Linked DNA regions of Xenopus tropicalis: region 1 is linked to region 2. Evidence: chromatin contacts called from public Hi-C data. All regions are on one chromosome and are shown on one strand. Each heading gives the region's core, a stretch centred on a gene start, on an enhancer-like site or on the middle of the called end of the contact. The rest is flanking DNA. Distances are from core to core; before and after follow the strand shown. Region 1 holds the start of znf238.2 (zinc finger and BTB domain-containing protein 42). Region 2 overlaps akt1 (RAC-alpha serine/threonine-protein kinase).

What was found. A called contact is a pair of places that touch in the nucleus more often than the background predicts.
Region 1: a contact with region 2 is called in a Hi-C map of neurula embryo, with 2.1 times the contacts expected there. The contact joins the promoter of znf238.2 here to the enhancer-like site in region 2. A contact is called at or near these places in 4 of 5 Hi-C or Micro-C datasets (brain, gastrula embryo, neurula embryo and 1 more).

The regions. Positions count from the first base shown.
Region 1 is chr8:99,774,094-99,777,761 of UCB_Xtro_10.0, reverse strand. It overlaps znf238.2 (zinc finger and BTB domain-containing protein 42), which reads right to left and starts at 1,971. Exons shown (of 2, transcript XM_002940716.5): 1 at 1,499-1,971. The coding sequence starts at 1,571.
Region 2 is chr8:99,699,893-99,703,841 of UCB_Xtro_10.0, reverse strand. The region is part of intron 2 of akt1 (RAC-alpha serine/threonine-protein kinase); the gene reads left to right. Among named protein-coding and RNA genes, the nearest start is that of akt1, 51 kb to the left of the region's middle. Within about 2 kb of position 1,786, at least 4 of the 11 cell types and tissues checked have an H3K27ac peak or open chromatin away from gene starts, as enhancers often do. A contact at or near this core is called in neurula embryo, where this site is marked.

The DNA.
Region 1 (3,668 bases), core at 722-3,221, 74 kb before region 2:
AGCTTGTGGTATTACAAGGTCTCCAGCAGACAGTGAGAGAGCAGCAGCAGCAGCGGTGGTGGTGGCAGTAGCAGCAGAGTGTGTCAGTGTGAGAGTGTATGGGAGAGAGGAGGAGGAGGAGGCAGGGAGGAGTGCTCAGTTTGCTAATTACACTGCAAGCTGGAGAGTCAGCTGCTCTGACTTCACTGCGATGGAAATGCTACCTCCAGCTGTGCTCCTTTTAATGCCATATGTTACTCCAAATCTAGCTACCAGCCAACCACGCCGCTTGCTGCCTTTTAAAGTTCCAACAGCCCCATTTATAGTCATCTATTACATAGGTGCAAGTGCTGCTCGGGGTTGGAAAGGGCACTGTGCCCCAACTAAGTTTAGGAACTCCAGAGCAGGTACAGGTGCACACAGCAGCACCCTTAGGTGAGAGGCGCTAAATGTGTTGCCCTCCAGGAGGGCAGTGTGGAACAATATTCAGCTTTTCCACATATCTTAGGGACTGGATACCTGCAACTTTTTTTTTTCTACAATTTAGTTGTGTTAGCAAATAACAGCAGCTGCAGATAACCTCTGGTTTGCAACAGTCATCAGACAAAAGGTGTGTGTCAGCTATATAAATATATATACATAGCAGTCTGTCTGATTTAGGGAGGGCCAACCTGCTGTCCCCCAGCTGTTGTTGCACTAGAACTCCCTAAAGCCCCTGCAAAAATCTAAAAATTATAAGCATGGGCCAAACTGCAGCTCTTTTGATCAACTACAACAGGCACTTGTCCCATGACAACACATGCCATGTATAAAATATATCTAGGTTTTCAGCAGTTGTAGTTCAACAGCTGGGGGACGGGGGTCGGTCATCACTAGTCTAATCTATGTACTTAGCTCCACTGGCTTCTGTCTTGCAGACAATTTAAAGATCAATACATTCCCCAGGATTTTAGCAGGGTCAGGCAGGGTTGCCATTCCGGTTTCTTTTCTCTGTGAGTATATTAACCCTGTGACTTTTACTATGGAAAAAATCCTATCTCCTTGCCGGTAAGCTATATCGGTACGACCCGTTTGTCCCCGGGAGCCAGTAAGACGGGGGGAGTCGCGATCCAGTGCCGCCGGTGTGACCTTTGCTGCGAGTTCCCGGCCTGCAGGTTCCAGGCAGAGCAGGTTGCGCGGAGTTTAAGGAAGTGCAGCTGCGATGATTATAATTATATCTGCAACCGGCAGCACTTTCTCTTCGATTTCTATTGCTTCACTGCTAGTTCTGACCTACGAATTCCCAGTGTAGCTTAACTTAAGCCGGCGATCTCTTCACCCGGCTCCCAAACTCCTGTGTGCGGATAAAAACTCGCAGGGAGAGCAGGGTGAGGGATCCCATACACGACTCAGGGCGCCCCACTCTCAGTAATATAGAGGGTGGTCGTGGGCAGAAGAAACTTGTGCCAGCCCGAGCACAGAACCCACCTAAACGCCCACTAACCCTACTGGCAGGGCGGACAGAGAATGGCATACTCACAGGCTGCGCTGGGGGCCCCGGGAGCTGCTGGCTGCTTCAGTGCCCAGAGTTTGTGGGAATCCTGCGGCTTCATGGATCTCCCCAGATGTTGTTGCTGCTGCCGGTGTCACCGCGACTGCAGCGCTGCCTCCCCCAGTGTGTGGCTGTGTTAGTTGCAGCCTAGCAGCGCTCTGTTTGTTGGGAGCAGGTTGGTAAGAGGACGCTCTCGCGATAGTCCAGGACACAATAGTTGCAAATTGCTCCAGGGCTGTGTCTCCCCTTTCCCAGGGCTCAGGTTGTGTGAGTGTGTGTGAGAGAGAGATGCGTGTGTGCGCGTCTCGCTGGTGTCTGTGCGCAGCGCCTGGCACTGGCCACAGTCCCCTGCACCCCTCCTCCCCTCTCCAGGCAGCAATGGGAAGTGTTAGCACCGCTGCTGGGAACCAATGGGAGAGGCGACTGCTGCAGCTGTGCCCTTCTCACATAAACAGGCTGCTCCTGTTAGAATGCGCCGCTCAGCAAGCACTGGCCACTGCTCTTCCTAAAATGGGACTCCTGGCCAGATTTCTATTGACATTGTGCAGTCAAACAGATGTACAGCTGCACACACTATTTTTAGAGGGCAGCCTGGGGGCTAACTGATTGTCTTGGCCCAAATACTCTACTTATATTAGGCCTTAGAAATATATATAGATGGTTATATATACATAATATGCATGTAAAGACGAGTGCCCCCTCAGAACACATATAGTAAATGTAGAAATAGATATAGACACAATTTAAAAGGTTAGCAGAGATTTGTCTAAAAAGTCATAAAATACAATAATTAGGTAAGCTGCACTTTTTGCCTAGTGATTGCCTATTACTTGCTTCACATGCATGTCTGCTATTATTTTAACGGATTCACCAGTTCCATTTACTCCTAGCCCTTGTGCTAGCCAATCAGTGTAATATTGACATTGTTTCCTCTGATATTCTGAAAAAATGACATGATCAAACACGGTACAAGTGTTATATGTGTGCTATATGTGAGGGATTATAGCATTTTTTAGAGAGAAATCCCATTGAGGGCTGCTCGTAAAAGAGGGTAGACCTCAGCTGCTTCAGAAAATCTTAGGAACCAGCTGTCAGTCACCTTTTTCATGAAGTGACCCTGCTTAACAGCTGTGCTTCCCAAGGGACCCTGCAGCTGCCACAGGCTTTCTCACAACTTGGATATTGTTATGTGACCTCCCTTGGTGGCCTCGGTCATTAAAATTACACAGTCTAAGAGCACAACTGTCACCTAAGGACAGCCTGTTCTTCTCTGTACTCAATAACTGCTACAGTCTTTAATCTAAAGGGCACACACCAAATGGGATAATACCTGGGTGTCGAGTTGTGGTTCTGCAACAAACGGACCAAAGATTATACCAGCACTCAGGGTTTTGTGAAAAAAATCCAAACATTTTTTATTGGTAGATAAGCACACACAGATGAGCACTCCAACAAACACTTACAAGATGCCCTGGTACAAGTTAACAATGGTATACATTGCAGCAGAGCACTCATTGGGAATAGATCACAAAATTCTCAAATATTAGTTTTTTTGTTTTTTTTTGTTAATTAAAATGTATTATTTAGTTCTGATGATGCTGTGCTGCATCTATACATAGTAATGATATATAATGAATTCATTTAATTCACCTTGTTTGCAGTTAGATATATGGCATTTTATGAGGCGATTTGTATTAAAACGTGTTTATATGAGTTGCCAAGAGAGTGAATGAGGCTGCAATGCTGTGCCTAGCTTTTTCCACCCAAGGACCAGGCTCTGTAAATCCCTCACATGTGGCTTGTTCAAGATCATGTGACAGTCATAAAAGAAGGCTAACTTGTCTGTGGATAAAAGTAAATTAAATAAACAGCAGGGAAATCCAGGATAAGCTCCCTTTGTACTTTTTCCTGATTCCACAACAAGCCAAGGTAATTTCTTTCTTTCCAAGAACCGCTGTATTGTGTGGAAAGACATTCACATGCTCCCAGATTCTGTGTTTTTTTCCCTCTGCTTTGTGAGTCAACTGCTACCTATTGTAGACACTGCATTACCTTAAATATTAAAATATATATTTTAATATTTTCTCTTGAGGTTGTATTTGAATTTGAATAATGCACATAGCACCAACATGTTCCAAAAACCTGTTCAAAAGAAAAA
Region 2 (3,949 bases), core at 537-3,036:
TGGCAGCTTATAGACTCATGTAGGGGCACAAATGTCAGGTCTGCCCAACCGACATCTGGCCTGAAATCGGGCAGATATCAATCGGGCAGATATCAATCGGGCAGATATCAATCGGGCAGGTTAAAAAATTTAATCGGATCAGGGACCACATTGGCTTGTTGATGCAGTCCCCAAACCGATTGCGCCTATTACAGGTGTTCTAATGCGATGGTTTGGCCCCAGGGACAAACGACCGAATTAGCCTGAATTTGCCCGATATCGCCCACCCATAGGTGGGGGATATCGGAAGAAGGTCCGCTTGCTTGGCGACCTTGCCAGGTGAGCGGATCTTAATTTGTATGGCCACCTTTAGGGCTCTGGTACACGGGGAGATTAGTCGCCCGCGGCAAAACTCCCTGCTCGCGGGCGACTAATCTCCCCGAGTTGCCTTCCCTCTGCCATCCCACCGGCGAACATGTAAGTCGCCGGCGGGATGGCAGACGCGGCGGCGCGATTTCGGGAAATCGCCGAAAAAGACTCGCGAGTCTTTTTCGGCGATTTGCGCGAAATCGCGCCGCCGCGTCTGCCATCCCGCCGGCGACTTACATGTTCGCCGGTGGGATGGCAGAGGGAAGGCAACTCGGGGAGATTAGTCGCCCGCGAGCAGGGAGTTTTGCCGCGGGCGACTAATCTCCCCGTGTACCAGAGCCCTTAGACTGTAAGCTTCACTGGGGCAGACACTAAGGAACAATACATGTGTACAGGGCTGCCTAAATTGTATCTGCATAATCTGCAAAAACTTCAGTGAAGTCAGCTTTGTGATCAGAACTGTCCCGTAGAATAGGAAAGCACTGAAAGTGCCCTTCTATCTCCCTAATGAACTGAGGAAAAGTTCCACACTCGCTGCTTTATGGCTGCTGTACATATACAGTATAATCACTGTTTATGTTTTTAGTGCCATTTCTCAGATCAGCCTGGGTGTTTTTGAACATGCAAAGTGCCCTCCAACAGTGTCAGACTGCGAGGGTGTGGCGGGGGTTCGCTAATAGTGTGCTGCTGTAACAAGCAAGTAGCAGTTGGTAAATAAAGATGGATATTCTTTTGTTCTGCAGGAGCTTGCTGCTCGTTATACTTCACTTACCCAGTGCGCTTCCCAGAGAGTGGCAGCTGTTTTTTGTGTAAGGCACTCTGTCAGGGCCAGACAGCTCCTGATTGTCGAAGGCATTGTTGGTTTGGGGGGGGGGGGGTGCATTCTTGTTAAATTCTCGGTAGGATTAACTTTTTAGTGTGCCAAGAGGGCAGCAGCGTCTCTCAAGCCCTGTACCCTCGAAAAACATATATTCGTTTAGCTTTCCACGTGATACTCAAATCATAAAAGGGTGTGTTTTTGTGTACTGCAAATAGTTTCTGCCTCTGGTGTGCAGAAGGGAATCTGCCCTTGTTGAGATGCAATACACATCCACAACAAACACAGCAAGTGTGTTTGTCATTTCAACAAACTTTAGTAAATTCACCTTCTTCTTTCTGATGCAGCATGAAAACTTTTTGCTAAGGTGCTGGTGCCATTTGTAGGGCAGTTTTGCTTGGATCTATTTTGTGTGTGAATTTATTTGCAGCGTAATCTGAAAACTGTAACGGGCAGAAAAGTGGAGACCTAAACTGTGTAAATGTGATACTCTAACAGGAAGGATCCCGAAAGATAACTGACGTTAGAAAAAAGGATCAAGTCTAACAAAGACTGCCTTGTTCTGGGAGGTTTTCATCTCTGTAATCTCCGTCGTGCTCATTGTGAGGCCCTTTCTCCTCAAAGCCTTTAGGGTATTTTCTTCCCTTAATGAATAGGGATCTTAAGTGATGATATGAAATCCCCCCCGCCAGTCTACCACGAGATGCCCACTGCTAGGTTTGGTCCTGTACTTCAGTTATATCTGTAAGCCTTACTTACAATGTCACGATGAATAATGTTTCTTTAAAGGGGCGAGCAAAGCATGTGGTTTATTAGTTCATGTAGAATAGTTTTTTTTTGTTTTTTTGTTCCTATGTTCTTTAGTATATGTTTTCTTCAAACAAATCTTTCTGTATGTTACCTAATATTTCCTCTTTTAGAGGCCACTGAAATTCATGAGCTGCTCAGTGACATTGGGGTGAGAAATCCATGGGCTATGGAAACATTTTTTTTTTAATTAAGAGTAATCATCCATAGAAGGAACATTGTTACTATTATGATAGGGTTTGGGTTTTTTTCTGTAGTGATTCATTTCTCTCACAGCAGAATATTGTTGCTTGGCTATTAAATCTGTTCCTCAGATTAGCAAATTGCCTATAGTTGTGCAAAGTACTTGCATTGCAAAATGTAAATGAAAAAGTTCTCCATATGTCACTGTGAAAAATGACAACGGCAAAAATAATACATTGGACATCTGCTCAAAGTCTTACATTTGCTATGCTTTTAAGGATCAGATGTTGCAAAGCCCAAAGTGTGTTATTTATCTCTGGATATGACTTTCATTGATGGGGCACGTTAGAATGGCAAACCTATTTAAATACATTTATTTGAAAATCTTTAGATTCTTATTAATCCAAGCAACAGAAGCAAGTAGCATTCAATCTGTAATACTCAAACCACCACCTGCATAAAATTGTGTCTGTTAGCATCTCAGTGGTGTGAAGCATGCGGCCCCCCAGCTGTTCCAGAACTTTTGGTCCACGGGGGTTGGGAAATCTGTCACCTCCAGCCCATTGCTCTCCAATAAGCAGCTGGGTAGTTGTTTGCTAAACAGCAGCCATACTAGGATTCTATGGATCCATGCCCTCACCCCATTTGTTAGTTAGGAATATAAAGTGAATGCTTCAGTAATGGTCTGGGACCAAGCATGTCTGCCAGTGAAAAAAAACAATATTCTAGGGAAGGGGAGAACTGGAAAACTGTTTAGCAAATATTTTTTTCCACCACCAAAGTTGTGGCATAACTTGAATGCAGAGAGTACACATAAATAATCACAATTTGGGATTATGCCATGTTTAAAAGCGGTTAAGGTCAATCACAGCTTAATAAAAAATTTGCAGTTATGTTTGCACATTAACTATATCCGTCTTGGATAGCTTTATAAATATAAACATGTGCAGGGCAAGTTTGTGCACAGTGTGACTCATTCTGCACTGCACATCATTTATAAATAAGCCCTATTGTGATATTGTAGAACAGGAATCCCCAACGTTTTTTACCTGTGAGCAACATTTCAATGAAAAAAAAGCTGGGGAGCAACACAAGCACAAACACCTTCCTAGTAGGTGACAATAAGGACTCAGATTGTTAATTAGTAGCCCTATGTGGACTGGCAGACTACTAGAGGCTCTGTTTAGCAGTACACGTGGTATTTATGCCTCCAAAACTTGCCTTCAAGCCAGAAATTCAGTAATGGGCACCACCTTTTAGGCCACTGGGAGCAACATCAAAGGGGGCGGTGAGCAACATGATGCTCATAAGTCACTGGTTGGGGATCACTGTTCTAGAATCATCATATTCAGTATTGATAGATTTGTGGATAAGGAACTTTCCTTTGTTTATCTAGATTTGCAATACAGGCAAAAAAAACTTGCACTTGTTTGGTATATCTGCTGCATGTGATGTAGTTGTTGAGGTGGATGCACCAGAATATATGTTGCCAATAATGCCATTTGTGCACAATTCAGTTTCTGCACTTAAAAGTACCTATAGGTGCAATGGACAGTTGAAAACCTTGCATTACCTCCTGCCCCAAGGTAGAAATACAGAAGCGGGCATATACTGGCCTGTGCCACAAGTATAGAAAAGTACATGTATGCACAGGACTGGGGTTGGCACAGTTCTATGCTGAGTTTTGTGCCTAGCATTTAGCCTTGGTAGTTTCTTAGACTTTATTAAATCTTTCCCGTAGTAAAATGTTTGTTTAATCCTTAGAACCACTGACATGTTGAGTTGGTAAGTATA